3 separate regions of the Mus musculus genome follow, and regions 2 and 3 are each linked to region 1. The links are chromatin contacts, called in public promoter capture Hi-C maps. All regions are on one chromosome and are shown on one strand. Each heading gives the region's core, a stretch centred on a gene start, on an enhancer-like site or on the middle of the called end of the contact. The rest is flanking DNA. Distances are from core to core; before and after follow the strand shown. Region 1 holds the start of Hoxd8 (homeobox D8). Region 2 holds the start of Prkra (protein kinase, interferon inducible double stranded RNA dependent activator). Region 3 holds the start of Rbm45 (RNA binding motif protein 45).

Evidence for each region. Promoter capture Hi-C pulls out the DNA fragments that hold promoters and counts their contacts.
Region 2: a contact with region 1 is called in a promoter capture Hi-C map of pre-B cells, with 3 times the contacts expected there. The contact joins the promoter of Prkra here to the promoter of Hoxd8 in region 1. A contact is called at or near these places in 2 of 39 promoter capture datasets (liver and pre-B cells).
Region 3: a contact with region 1 is called in a promoter capture Hi-C map of pre-B cells, with 5 times the contacts expected there. The contact joins the promoter of Rbm45 here to the promoter of Hoxd8 in region 1. A contact is called at or near these places in 2 of 39 promoter capture datasets (liver and pre-B cells).

What each region holds. Positions count from the first base shown.
Region 1 is chr2:74,703,543-74,707,526 of GRCm38.p6, reverse strand. It overlaps Hoxd8 (homeobox D8), which reads right to left and starts at 2,038. Exons shown (of 2, transcript NM_008276.3): 1 at 1,409-2,038; 2 at 1-1,013. The coding sequence starts at 1,979. The coding sequence ends at 715. It overlaps Gm38462 (predicted gene, 38462), which reads left to right. Exons shown (of 2, transcript NR_164327.1): 2 at 3,905-3,984.
Region 2 is chr2:76,646,362-76,650,345 of GRCm38.p6, reverse strand. Prkra (protein kinase, interferon inducible double stranded RNA dependent activator) reads left to right here and starts at 2,319. Exons shown (of 8, transcript NM_011871.3): 1 at 2,319-2,554; 2 at 3,052-3,221. The coding sequence starts at 2,490. Pjvk (pejvakin) reads right to left here and starts at 73. Exons shown (of 6, transcript NM_001080711.2): 1 at 1-73.
Region 3 is chr2:76,367,812-76,371,795 of GRCm38.p6, reverse strand. Rbm45 (RNA binding motif protein 45) reads right to left here and starts at 1,812. Exons shown (of 10, transcript NM_153405.2): 1 at 1,368-1,812. The coding sequence starts at 1,667.

The DNA of each region.
Region 1 (3,984 bases), core at 789-3,288:
TTTGACATTATCCTCAAACTCCTGTCACTGGACAACACTCTCCCAAGTTTAAGGAATCGGCAGCCTGGACAATACATTGCACTCTTCAGCTAATGTGCTTTTCCAATATTTGGCCCAGACTCTTCCCTGACAAACATTTACAAAAATGCTCAAAGAAACCTCCTGGAAGTGAGCCAGAAGACACCTGAACCATCGTTACAAAAGCAGAAAGAAAAATATAAATAATACATTTAATCAAATAATAAAGTAAATATTCTGCAGGCATAATTTTTAAAAACATTATTAATAAACTTCTTTTAATTTACTCACCATAAAGATTTAAAATGTTCAAGTGCACTTGTTTGATTAATAAAGCATTTTATATTCAATCATCTAGCGCTGATCATTAGGAAGTTTATGTTGTTGAGGCAAACCACCAGCTCAGACGTTAAAAATTACCATTATAAAAATATAGCCACAAGGTCCGTATCAAATTACCCTTCTATAGGACAGCTCAAGGACTGCTTCTATGCGATACTACAAACTATTCTCTTTAAAAACACAGAAATCCCTTTCAAAGCGCAGAAACCTCAAGAGCAGTGACATTAAGGTAGCTTGAAACACAGGTAAAGTCCGTTTCCAAAACACAAGAGGGAGGACCGGTGGTGTCCACCAGTATATACTTATACTGATCATCAGTCTTAATAGTCTGTGGTAGAAGTGTAAAGGTAGAGTTTAATTTGTGGGGCAGCCTTCAGCTCCGTCTTCTTCCAGCCCCGAGACTTCCTTTTTGGGGTCTCCATCCTTTGCCTCCGGCCGGGACGCAGGAAACTTGTCTTTGTTGTTCTCCTTTTTCCATTTCATTCTCCTGTTCTGGAACCAGATTTTTACCTGTCTCTCCGTGAGGGCCAGAGTATGGGAGACCTCGATTCTCCTCTTCCTGGTCAGATAAGGGTTAAAAAGGAATTCCTTTTCCAACTCTAGGGTTTGGAAGCGACTGTAGGTTTGTCTTCCTCTCCGTCTACCAGGAGCTGCTGATTAAAAACAACAACAAAAAGGGGGGGGGGGAGGAAAATCAACGTTTTTTTGTTTTTTAATGGTTGATTCTCTGAATGCTGTTGGAGTTTTCTGGAACGGGCTTAAGAGGTGAAATACACAGTGGTCTTTAATTCTCATACAGATATAGGGTGTGAGGCAAGAGAGGCAGAGACAAGCTCTTCACAATTATTCTGCCCCCGTCTTTACACACTTTTAAAAAGTCTGTATTAGTTTTTGTACAAGAGCCACATTGGCTACACCAGAAGGAAAAGGAAGGGGAGAGGGAAAGGACAGGGGAGTTTTAAAGCTAGAACGTGAGATGAAAGCAGATTTCTCCCTTTCTCCCCTCCTTAAAAAAAAAAAAAAAAAAAAAAAAATAGCGCATCCCAACCTTGTGGTCTCATCCAGGGAAACATTTGAGAAGGAGACGAGCTCTGATTTAAGTGGTCTGGGTCCTCGCCAATATTACCACTGGACGATTTACAGTCAGGATATTGTACCAGCTCGGCCTCTTGCTGGGTCGTAAAAATCGGCTGTCTCTGTAAGTTATCGTATCCGTAAAACTTCGCGGGCTCCCCGTGACAGGCAATCCCGCCGCAGGGGGGAGGCGGCGGCGGAGGCGGAGGGTGCGGAGGAGGTGGGGCGGCCTGGTAGGCAGCGGTCGGGCTGCCCGCGCCGGCGTGGAAGTAGTCCTGGCCGGGCCCCGGGCCGCCCCCTCCGCCGCACCCGGGCGGCGGCGACGGGTGCGGGTGCGGGTGCGGGTGCGCGTGCGGGAAGCCGGCGGCGCTGTTGCCATAGAGCTGCAGGGCGGCGGCGTGGCGGCCGCTGACCTCGGGTGCAAAATGACAGTCGTAGTAAGTGGGATTGATGGCCTCGCCCGCCGCGGCCGCCGCAGCCGCCGCCGCCGCCGCGGCCGCCGCCTTGTACTTGGAGTACAGCGGGTTCACGAAGTACGAGCTCATCGGGGCGGCGGCCGCCGGCGGCGCGGAGCCGGTAAGGGGCGCGCCTCAGCTCGGTCGCGCCGCCGCGGGGGCCTCTGGGGCGGCTCACTCGAGCCCGCGGGGGCCGCCGGGCCTCGTCGCCCGGCGAGCGCTTCCCCCGCCCCGCTCAGGCTCGACCGTCCGGCCGCCGGCCGCTCATGCCTGGCTCTCGCGCCTCCGTCTCGGCCTCGCGCCGCCTCCCTCGCGGGCCACGCGGCCTCGCCCGCCCCCGCGCGCTGCTGCCGCCGCCTCCGCCCCGCGGGCCTCTCCCGGCGCGCGCCTGCTGGGCCGCAGTGGAACCGCGGACGCCCGGGCGACCTGCCCCGCGGCCTCCAGTTTCCTCTCCGGCTCCAGGCGGCCCTAGCGCACCCGGACCAGGGGAAAAAAAAAAAAAAAAAGAGTGCGCGCGGCCCACGGGGGAGACGCTTAGGCTGGGGCTGCCGAGCCCCCGCTCTGCAGGGAGACGAAAAGAGAACACACCCTCTGCCCGGTGCCACCTCTCACCTCAGCCCTCCCCCCCGCCGCCCCCTCCCAGCGCTGTCGCCGCCGCCGCCGAGGCTGCCGCCCCGGTGCGCGCCGGCGAGGCATTTTCGCGCCCCGCCACTGCGAGGAGAGGGAGCGAGATGGGGGGCGAGATAACCGCGCGGAGGGATCCCGCCGGCGGCGAAGCGGCCCCTGCGCCGGACGGGACGCCGCACGCCGGCCCCGGGATGCCTCCGCCAGCCTTAAAGGGGGCCCATAAAGCCGCACTGCCAAGGGCTCGCGGGGGGCCCCCCGGGTCCGCAGAGAGGGGGCGCGGCCGAACCTTAGCCTTGGGCCAGGCGGGGTGGTCACTCCCAGGAGGCCTCGGAGCAGACGGTCTCTCCTCCAGCAAGGCTCCTGGATCTGCCCAGCAGAGACTGGCTGTGGCTTTTTTTTTTTTCCTTTTTCTTTTTGCATTTCTTACTGTGGACGAGCGAGGTTGACGGATTGATTGGTCCTTGCATTTGTTTGGGCCTAGCTAAGTGGTTTTGATTAAAAAGCCACAATCCAGCCTCCGAATCCTGACCTTATCAAAGCGAATCAAAGTCCTGCTTTTTCCAGCCAAGCAGGCCCTGTGGAAATGAGATGTACATTTACCCTTGACGCACTGCATGCCTGGTTGAGGCTCCCAGGTTAATTGATATTTAATGGAAATCATGCCCATGAATATAGTTTCCATCATTTCACCCTTGATAGACGTCAGTGTTGGCCACAGGGAGGGAGGGGGAGGCGAGAGAATGTGGGAAGGGGACATGAGTGTCGCTGAGAGAGTGAAGAGAAGAGTGGCAGAAACGTTCCCAGTGGGAAGAAGGAATCATGCCGGGGTGGGTGGCATTTCCTAGGGCAGGGCGCAGGGCTCCCGGGTCCCAACCCAGGCGCCCAGACTCGGGCGGGCTGTGGTCCCGGGTGGAGCGCGGCGGGGGCCGGGGGATGGGGCAGGAGAAATTGAATTCCTCAGTCCGCTTTCGGACCGTGCTGGTTCCAGGCAGCTGCAGGCAGACCTTCCCTGTCCTGTGCTTAACGACCTTAGCTCACACACCACTGGGAAAGAACTGCCAGAGACTGGATGCAGGCCTTAGCATAAACTTGATTTTCCCGAGAGAAATAAAGAGAAGGCTCGGAAGTCAAGAGAAGCCTGGTTTGTGGGCGTTAAGGAAGAGACGCAGTGTCATCTGCAGAAGTCCAGGATTAGCATCTTCTGGACTAGGCAGTGCCCTTACCGTGGCACCTGTGCAAATCTGCGTGGCTTTACACCAACAATCGCTTCCCTACACAGTCATCTTCCCCCTCTCGTTTGAATATCCAATAAAAATATATTGATATTCTTATTCTCCCTCCCCCTCTCATCTTTCTACCCCCTTTCCTCTCCCTCCCTCCCCCTTTAGGTGCTGAACCCTTTATCCTTTGGGATAATCCGGTGCCGGGAGGACACCAGGCTCTCTGATCTTGAGGACAGACCTAGAAG
Region 2 (3,984 bases), core at 1,070-3,569, 1.9 Mb before region 1:
TAAGCCTTCCTTGATGTTAAATACAGTTACGCAGGTTAGAACTATAAAGCCCACGCTCACCAAGTAGTTTGCTGGTGTGCAATTCACAACAGCACCTCCCTTCATGAACTCGGGTAATGAATAATAGATGGTAGTGTAAATGATACACTAAAAGCAAGTCTAACTCGGAATGGCAGCCTACAGAACTAAAATATATAGAGAAAACTAATTCAAACTACCAAAGTCCTTGAGGAGACCACAGTTGAAAGGGCTTTCCCCCCAGCAATGAGCCAGTTGGAAGGAGGCTCACAGCAAACGGTGCAAGTGGGCTCTAATCTAACATTAGGCCTGGATATGATCTGCAGTGGCCATCATCCAAGAGGAATTCTTTCACAAGTCCAGCAGGTGAATTTTGGCAGCAGAAAAGTACTTTTTGAAGCTTCACAGTGTACAGATCCTAACACAGGCATGTCTCTCATCCAGATTTTTGTATGCTTGTGAAACTATATGTTTAGTACCACATATCAATTCACAGACTATAGAGAAAAACAATTGGGTGCAGATCTCTATAGGGTCTTGAAGGCTTTTTAGTTACTATTACATTACATATTAAAAACTACTATGGAAGGTTCTAACTCTGAAACTAATAGCTCAGACTACATCAACTGATAAGAGTCCTGCTGAATTTTACCTCCTTTTTGTTGCTCATTGCTATCCAATTACTCTACCTATAAAATAGTTACATAAAGTTTTGGCTTATTTTCAAGGAAATTTTGTGAATCCATTAAATTAAATTCTAGAAACAAACCTATACTGTCTGGCCATAGGTGGTTGATATATTTTGAGTGTCTCTGTGGTTGTTACAATACGATATTCATTAACACATAAGTGTAATAGCATTATTGGATTGTAACCCGTGTATATTATACAGAAATAAAAGCGAGAATAGGCTTAACCTAAGCCCCAGTAGAATTCAATTTGGTTCAATTCCGGATATTTTTTCCTTGCTTCCAAGTGTTTGGGCTCTCATACAACCAAAACAAATTTCCATCACAGAACCAAATACTTTTGTACATCAACCTAAAACTTCCATTAAAAAACAAACAAACAAACAAACAAACAAGCAAACAAAAAAACCTTTTAGGAGTCTCTCAGTAAGAATATTTCTAGAATTCAATTCTAGAGCATTAAGTAAACACAGGAGCCATTGTGCAAATAGTTCACAAATTCTAAGACGCTCTGAAGCGCTAACACACCCACAACATACTCTGTAGGTGGAGCGTTCCAGGTTAACGTCATCACTCTCCATTGCACAGGTCAACCGGAAGAGCAATCCTGGAAACTGGTCTAAATATCCTTGCTATGCACTCCACCTCCAGCATCTCTTTGGGGATCCCACATGTTCCCAAAGCAGAGGTTCTAAACCTGTGGGTTGCAAGTCCCCTGGGGTTGCATTATAGTAGCAAAACTACAGATATGAAGTAGCAAGAAATAATATTATAGTTGGCGAGGGGGAGAAGGGGTTGTCACCACGACATGAGGAACTGAATTAAAGGGTCACAGCATTAGGAAGAATGAAAACCACTATCCTAAGCAGGTCACAAGAGTCCGCCAGACAGCAGCGGGCCCGCCAGACAGCAGCGGGCCCAGGGATCCAGGGCTCTTAAAGCCACTGGCTGCCCCTTAGCTGACGCTCTCGGGTCTCAAGTTTCGGGGCCAAGATCCACAATTTTCTTAGTAATTTACCATTCGAATTTTTAAATCTTTCTTAAAGTAGTCCAACCCTTAATCTTTTTTCCTTGCTCCTCAAACATGCTAGGCTCGTAGCCTACTACTAGCTTTCTCGCTGAGAAGGAAGCCACCTCCCTTTAAGGACAAAGGACTGAGGCTCTCTGCACCACTAAAGGCGGGAGGGGAAACTCGGGGAACCGAAGCGGGGTGCAGGCAGGAGCCGGGAAGAGCCGGGACATGCAATGGAGGCGGGGCCTAGAAGGGTGAGGGGCGGGGCCGGGCGCTCAGAAGCTTTGGAAGCGGAACGGGGGGTGGGGGGAGGCGCCTGCAGAGGCTGGGAAGAGCCCGGACTGGCAGAGAGGGCGGAGCCAGGTCGCAGGAGGGGCGGGGCCGGGCTCTGAGAAGCTCTGGGAACCCAACTAGAGAGCGGGCGGTAGCTGGGAAGGACAGAAACTTGGCAGAGAGGGCGGAGCCCGAGGAACGGGAAAGGGCTGAGCACTGTGGCAAAGTGGAGCAAGAACATCGAGGGGCTGAGCATGGCAGAGAGGGGCGGGGCAGAGAGGCTGGGCAGAGAGGGGGTGTGGCCGGCTCTTCCGCGCCGAGGCCCCGCCTCTCCTTCCTTCTCCTCCTGTCCCTTAGCTGGAGGGAGGCAGGCAGCGATTCGAGGGGCGTCCAAGCGGCAGCGCGGGCACGCTCCTCTCGGGAACTGGCCGACGTGGAGAGGGAGGACCCAGATCCACACTTCTCTTGATTGCTGTGGCCAGCCGTCCCTTCTCGCCATGTCCCATAGCAGGCATCGTGCCGAGGCCCCGCCGCTGCAGCGCGAGGACAGCGGGACCTTCAGGTCAGCGCCGGGCCGTCGAGGCCTCAAGGCCCAAGACGGGTGGGCAGCGGGGCAGGGGCAGGGAGCCGGCTGTCGGGCAGCATTCTGGGTAAAGCTCCCCCCTCTCCCGGCGTGGCGCTGGGCCCGCCCTCCGGGCCCTGGGGGTCTGCTGCGCGCCCCGCCCCTCTAGTGACCCTAGGCAGCTAGCCGATCGGGAGGACTTGATCAGTGTTGAGGCGCAGACCCGGGTGTCTAGCTGCCTAGTCCAAGCCCACCCGATTTCTTTCAGCATCCCTCCCACCGCTCTCAAGTTCTCTGTACAGACCTCTCCACTCTCCTCCATGGGCTGCAGCACCCGGGGACAGGTGCTCGCCCAGGCCTTGCCACTGATCCTGGCCGCTGGGGAGCTGCAGAACCTTTTTGTCACCATTTGTGACTGTCAAAACTGAGAAGTGGATGCTTTTGCTTCCCTTTCAGCTTTGACGTGCAATGCCTACGTTTTTTTCTGGTTTTTGCAGTTTGGGCAAGATGATAACAGCTAAGCCTGGGAAAACACCGATTCAGGTATTGCACGAGTACGGCATGAAGACCAAGAACATTCCAGTTTATGAATGTGAAAGATCCGATGTGCAAGTACACGTGCCCACTTTCACCTTCAGAGTAACCGTTGGTGACATAACTTGCACAGGTCTGTATGCAGTTAATTCCCCATGACCATGTGGATTGGAGGCCCTGATTCTATGTTGCTTTTCAGTAAGGAAAAGCGCCCTTTTAATTAAGATGGCTGTGGGAGTGTACTCTGAAGACAAGAGACTCCAGGATCAACTTCATTTGTTTCGCTCCCTAGTTCTGTCTCGCTAAGATGTAAGGAAGCTCAGACACTCCCAGCATCCTGCACACTTTCCAGTACCTGGGGAGCCGGCTAAAGTTCCTCTTAAGAATTAAAAACTGGAAATATTCTTGGAGCTCCGATAGCCAAGTCCGTGGGTGCTATCGCCTTTCAAAGTTACAAAGTTACCAGCGCAGAGGCTAGTAGCCACGCCGTCAGAATTTTCCGAGTTTCCCTTTTTATGGACACATCTGGAACTTCGGATTCTTGGTACCTACCACGCTTGAGTGTGTGTCCATGAAAAATCAGGGAAACATAGAAGACTCCCATACTGTATTCCTTCAAGCTGCAGCGCACAGTAGCTTCTAGTTCTAAATACTATATAAGTATTTTGTATAAAATTGTTTCCTCTTTTTATTCATGAAGTGGCAACTTTAAAAACCTTTTCATAAGCTACATGCCCAAGGTCACACACCAATGAAGTTTTAAAGTTCAGATTAATGCCTTCTTTTAGTCTAAGCCTGAGAAAATGGTTACCAGAGTTGCCATTTGTAAACGTGGACATTATTTTCCTACATACCTATTTAGCTGAAAGCATAAAAATTGTTAAATAGTTTAATTT
Region 3 (3,984 bases), core at 563-3,062, 1.7 Mb before region 1:
GAAACTCAAAAGACACCGAATATAAAAACCACGACACTGTGTACTTTTGTGGAAGAGAACACTGGGTCCAGGAGAAGGAGAGCTTACCTTTGCTCAGGAGACAGCTTGCTATAGAGGCAAAGGACCCTACTTACAAGACAGAGTTAGAGGCATATCCCTAGGTGGTCTATTTTAGTTATTTCTTCAGTAATACCCACCATATGTCAAGCACTGCCAACGGTATTAGAAGAAATGGGCAACTCTAAGTTAATTTAATCAACACACCGGTAATGAAATAGCCAAAGAAACATACAAGAGAAACTCGAAAGAAAACACAAATAGTAGATAAAAGGGGAACCTTGGATAAATAAGAGCGGGGATACCATCAGATCACAAATTTCTAAATTTTCGAGCCTAAAGAGCTTATAAAGTCCCCTGATTAATGACTGTATCTATATAGCGCACATGAATGACCTAGCACACACCTTGTTCTCAAAAATTTTAACCCCGTTCCTCCCTTGCTCTCCCCCCGCCCCCATTTATTTCCCCTTCTCTACGTGCTCATGGCTGGCCTCTTCTTTCTTCTTCCTTTTCTTTCTCTCTTCTTCTTCTTCCTCCTGCTCCTTCTTCTTTCCCTCCCCCTCCTCCTCTCCCTCTGCCTTTCTCTGCCCCTACTACCCTCTAACTCCCCTCCCCATGCCCAGGTGCAGCATAGAAGAGGGGCTGGAGACACTCTAGCCCACAGTCCATGAACACTCGTAAATGGTATTCTTACAAAACCCAAACCAGAATTCCCCCACACCTTGCACCGTTTTCTAGGTTTGCCCCTTTCCAGTATAGCATAGCTTGTCACAAAATACTTTTACTTTGATAATTTTCTGTTTATAGGCATGGTGCTGTAATTTTTTTTTTACTTAAGAGATCCTTCAAGCTTTGTAAAAGTAAAATACACGAGGAAAAAAAACCCTAAAACTAAATTTTCTAGTCGCGAAGGTAATTACAGTGTTCGAGAGAGGAAGCTCAGAAAAGTTTTCACAATAGACAGGAAGACGGGGACAGGAGGTTGACTGACTTACGAGGTCAGCCACAGTTGTGCTATCCTTGGATGTGGCTACCCAATCTGTTCCCAGGGTAAGAGGCTCCTTTGGCCAGAGGCCGGGGATCCGCTCCTCCAAGCCATCCTCGGCACACTCACGGTGCGTGCAGAATCCAACCCCTCTCCTACCAGATGCACAGCATCCCCGGCGCAGCAAAGGGGCGGGAGAGACCCCAACCCATACCGCCGTCACCCTCGCGAGCACCCTCAACCCCGGGCACCCATATCCCAAACACCCCAACCTGGGCATCTCTACCTCACACACCCTAAACCAGGCACCTCAGCCCCGCACCTTGATGGGCTTGGTGTCGCTGGGACCCAGGCACTGTCCGTGCATCTCCTCCATTGCCCGGCAGGCCTGTGAGCTGCGCGCGAACTTGACGAAGGCCACGCCCTTGGACTCCTTAGTGTGCTTGTCGCGCACCACCCAGATGTCCTGGATGTCTCCGAAGGGCGAGAAGCGCTCCCTCAGCACCAATTCGGATGTGTGCTTGCTGATCACTAGAAAAATGCGGCTGTTGGGCGGCTCATCCAGGCTGTCTACGCCCGGGCGGAATCCTCCGCTGCCTCCCAAGCCGCCGGCGTCGTCCATGGCGCCCCACGCGGGACCCAGGCGCAGCCCCCCTGCAGGCCCTGTTCACCCGGCAGGTTCTCGGCCGCTTCCCGGCCGCTTCCCGGCAGCTCCCCGTCTCGCCCCACGCCGGTAAGCAGCTCCGCTTCCGGAAGAGCCGAGAGCCGGAAAGCAGGTGCGTCCCGCAGTGAGGTCTGCGGGCTTCCGGGAACATTCTGCAGCGCCCCCTGGTGCCACGGTGGACTCAGCAATCTCAAATCTTCAGTCCCAGGGAAAACCAAGAATGGGTTTATGCAAACCACTTTGCCCTGTGGCTAAAAAGATCCACCTGCCTGATTCTTAAGCCTTCCCAAAGCTGGCTTCTACTAAGCCTGTAATCAGATTGCTACATTTGAGGCCTCCTGGGCTACATAGTAAATTTGAGGTCAGCAAAAGCACCACACCAAAAATATACAAAAAGCAGGCAGGCTTCACTCAAAATGGTCCATAGAGACAGGTACAAAGGACCATTGCGTTGGGGTCTTGCAGTAAGGGGGAGAGACTGGACTTGGTTCCAGTAAGATAAATGGAGGACAGTACAATATGAGTTAGTATAAGGACAATTACTGAAGATCGCGGGGTAAGAGAGACTCTCAGTAGATCTGCTTCCCAGAACTTAGGCTGTAGATAAGTGATAAGTTGATAAGTAATAAAACATTAACAGCCGGGCAGTGGTGGCGCACGCCTTTAATCCCAGCACTTGGGATGCAGCAGCAGGTGGATTTCTGAGTTTGAGGCCAGCCTGGTCTACAAAGTGAGTTCCAGGACAGCCAGGGCTATACAGAGAACCCCTGTTTCGAAAAACCAAAAAAAAAAAAAAAAAAAAAAAAAAAGACATTAACAGCAGTCAGACATCAAGGATAAGAATTATGGCGAAACTGACTTATCAGGATTTGTCCTCCAATTAGATTCCCCTAGAACAGAAAGCTGGAAGTTGGATCTAGTCAAGCAGAAGACCTGGGGGGAGTTTGTCTGAAATTTTGGTGAAAACACAGTCTTCATCACCGTTTTGGCGTGGCCTTGTTAGGATGGGTGTGGCCTAGTTAGAGTGGGTGTGGCCTTGTAGGAAGTGTGAGGTTGAGCTTTGGGAGTTTCAGTAGCAGTGCCTTCTTTCCCTCTTGTCTTTGGACCTGGAGGTAGAACTTCCAGCGGCTTCTCCAGCACTATTATCTCTGCCTGCTGCTATCCTTCCCGCCATGATGACGGTGGACTCAACCTCTGAAAGTGTAAGCCAGCCCCAGTGAAATGCTTTCCTTTATAAGAGTTACCGTGGTCATGGTGTCTCTTCGCAGCAATAGAATACTAAGAGTTAAAACCATAGAGTCTGATGGCTGAAAGGAGCCTTTTACAACCATGGAATCCTTATCCCTATTTTTAGAGATGAGGAAATCTGAGGCTCAAAGTTAAGATGCACAGGTAACAGAACCAGGCCCAGAGGCAGCTGTGTGTGTGATCTACGCAGCTACCGCAGCCCATCCAAGATGCACGAGCAGGGAGAGTGATGGATGCACATCTGAGAACTACGAGAAATTAGAGGGCCCAAGCAAAGTGCGAAATGCCCACTGGCTTCCACGGCATATTAGTGAACCTTGGTGATGAGGTGAACAGGCATTTAGGACAAAGGACTGGGTTAGCCTTTAGTAGCACAGGAATCGCAGAGCTGGGCTAGGGACGCACCTCCTAAAATGCCCATACCGAGGCTGCTAAGATCGGGCCATCTATGAAGTCAAACACATCCATGTTTATTGTGCATCAGTCATGCATGCCAGGAGCTAGAGACTCAGGGCTGGAGAAAGAACCATCACTGACTCTTGTGAGATTCTCTACTGCGGAGTAGAAATAATGTTACATACTAAATAGAGCAGGTGTCAGGCATAATTAGTGAAGTCATCCATTCATTCAATTGACCTTATTTTTTTTCCAAAGATTTTTATTTAACTCTATTTTATAGATATGAGTGTTTTGCCTAAATGTACCATCTGTGTCCCATGTGTCTGCAGTATCCGTGCAGGTCAGAGGAAGGCATTGGATTCCCAGGAACTGAAGTTACAGATGGTTGTGAGCTGCCACGTGTGTACTGGGAGTTGAACCTGGGTCCTCTGGAAGAGCAATCAGTGCTCTTAACCACTGAGCCATCTCTCCAGCACTCAGCAACACAGGGTCTCACTACCCAGCACAGGTGGGCTTTTAACTAAATCTTCTTTGTCTTGGCTTCCCAAATGCTGGGATTCCAGATGTATACCACCACACTTGGAAACTAAATATTTTGACTTTTAATTATGTGTTGAATACTGTGTTC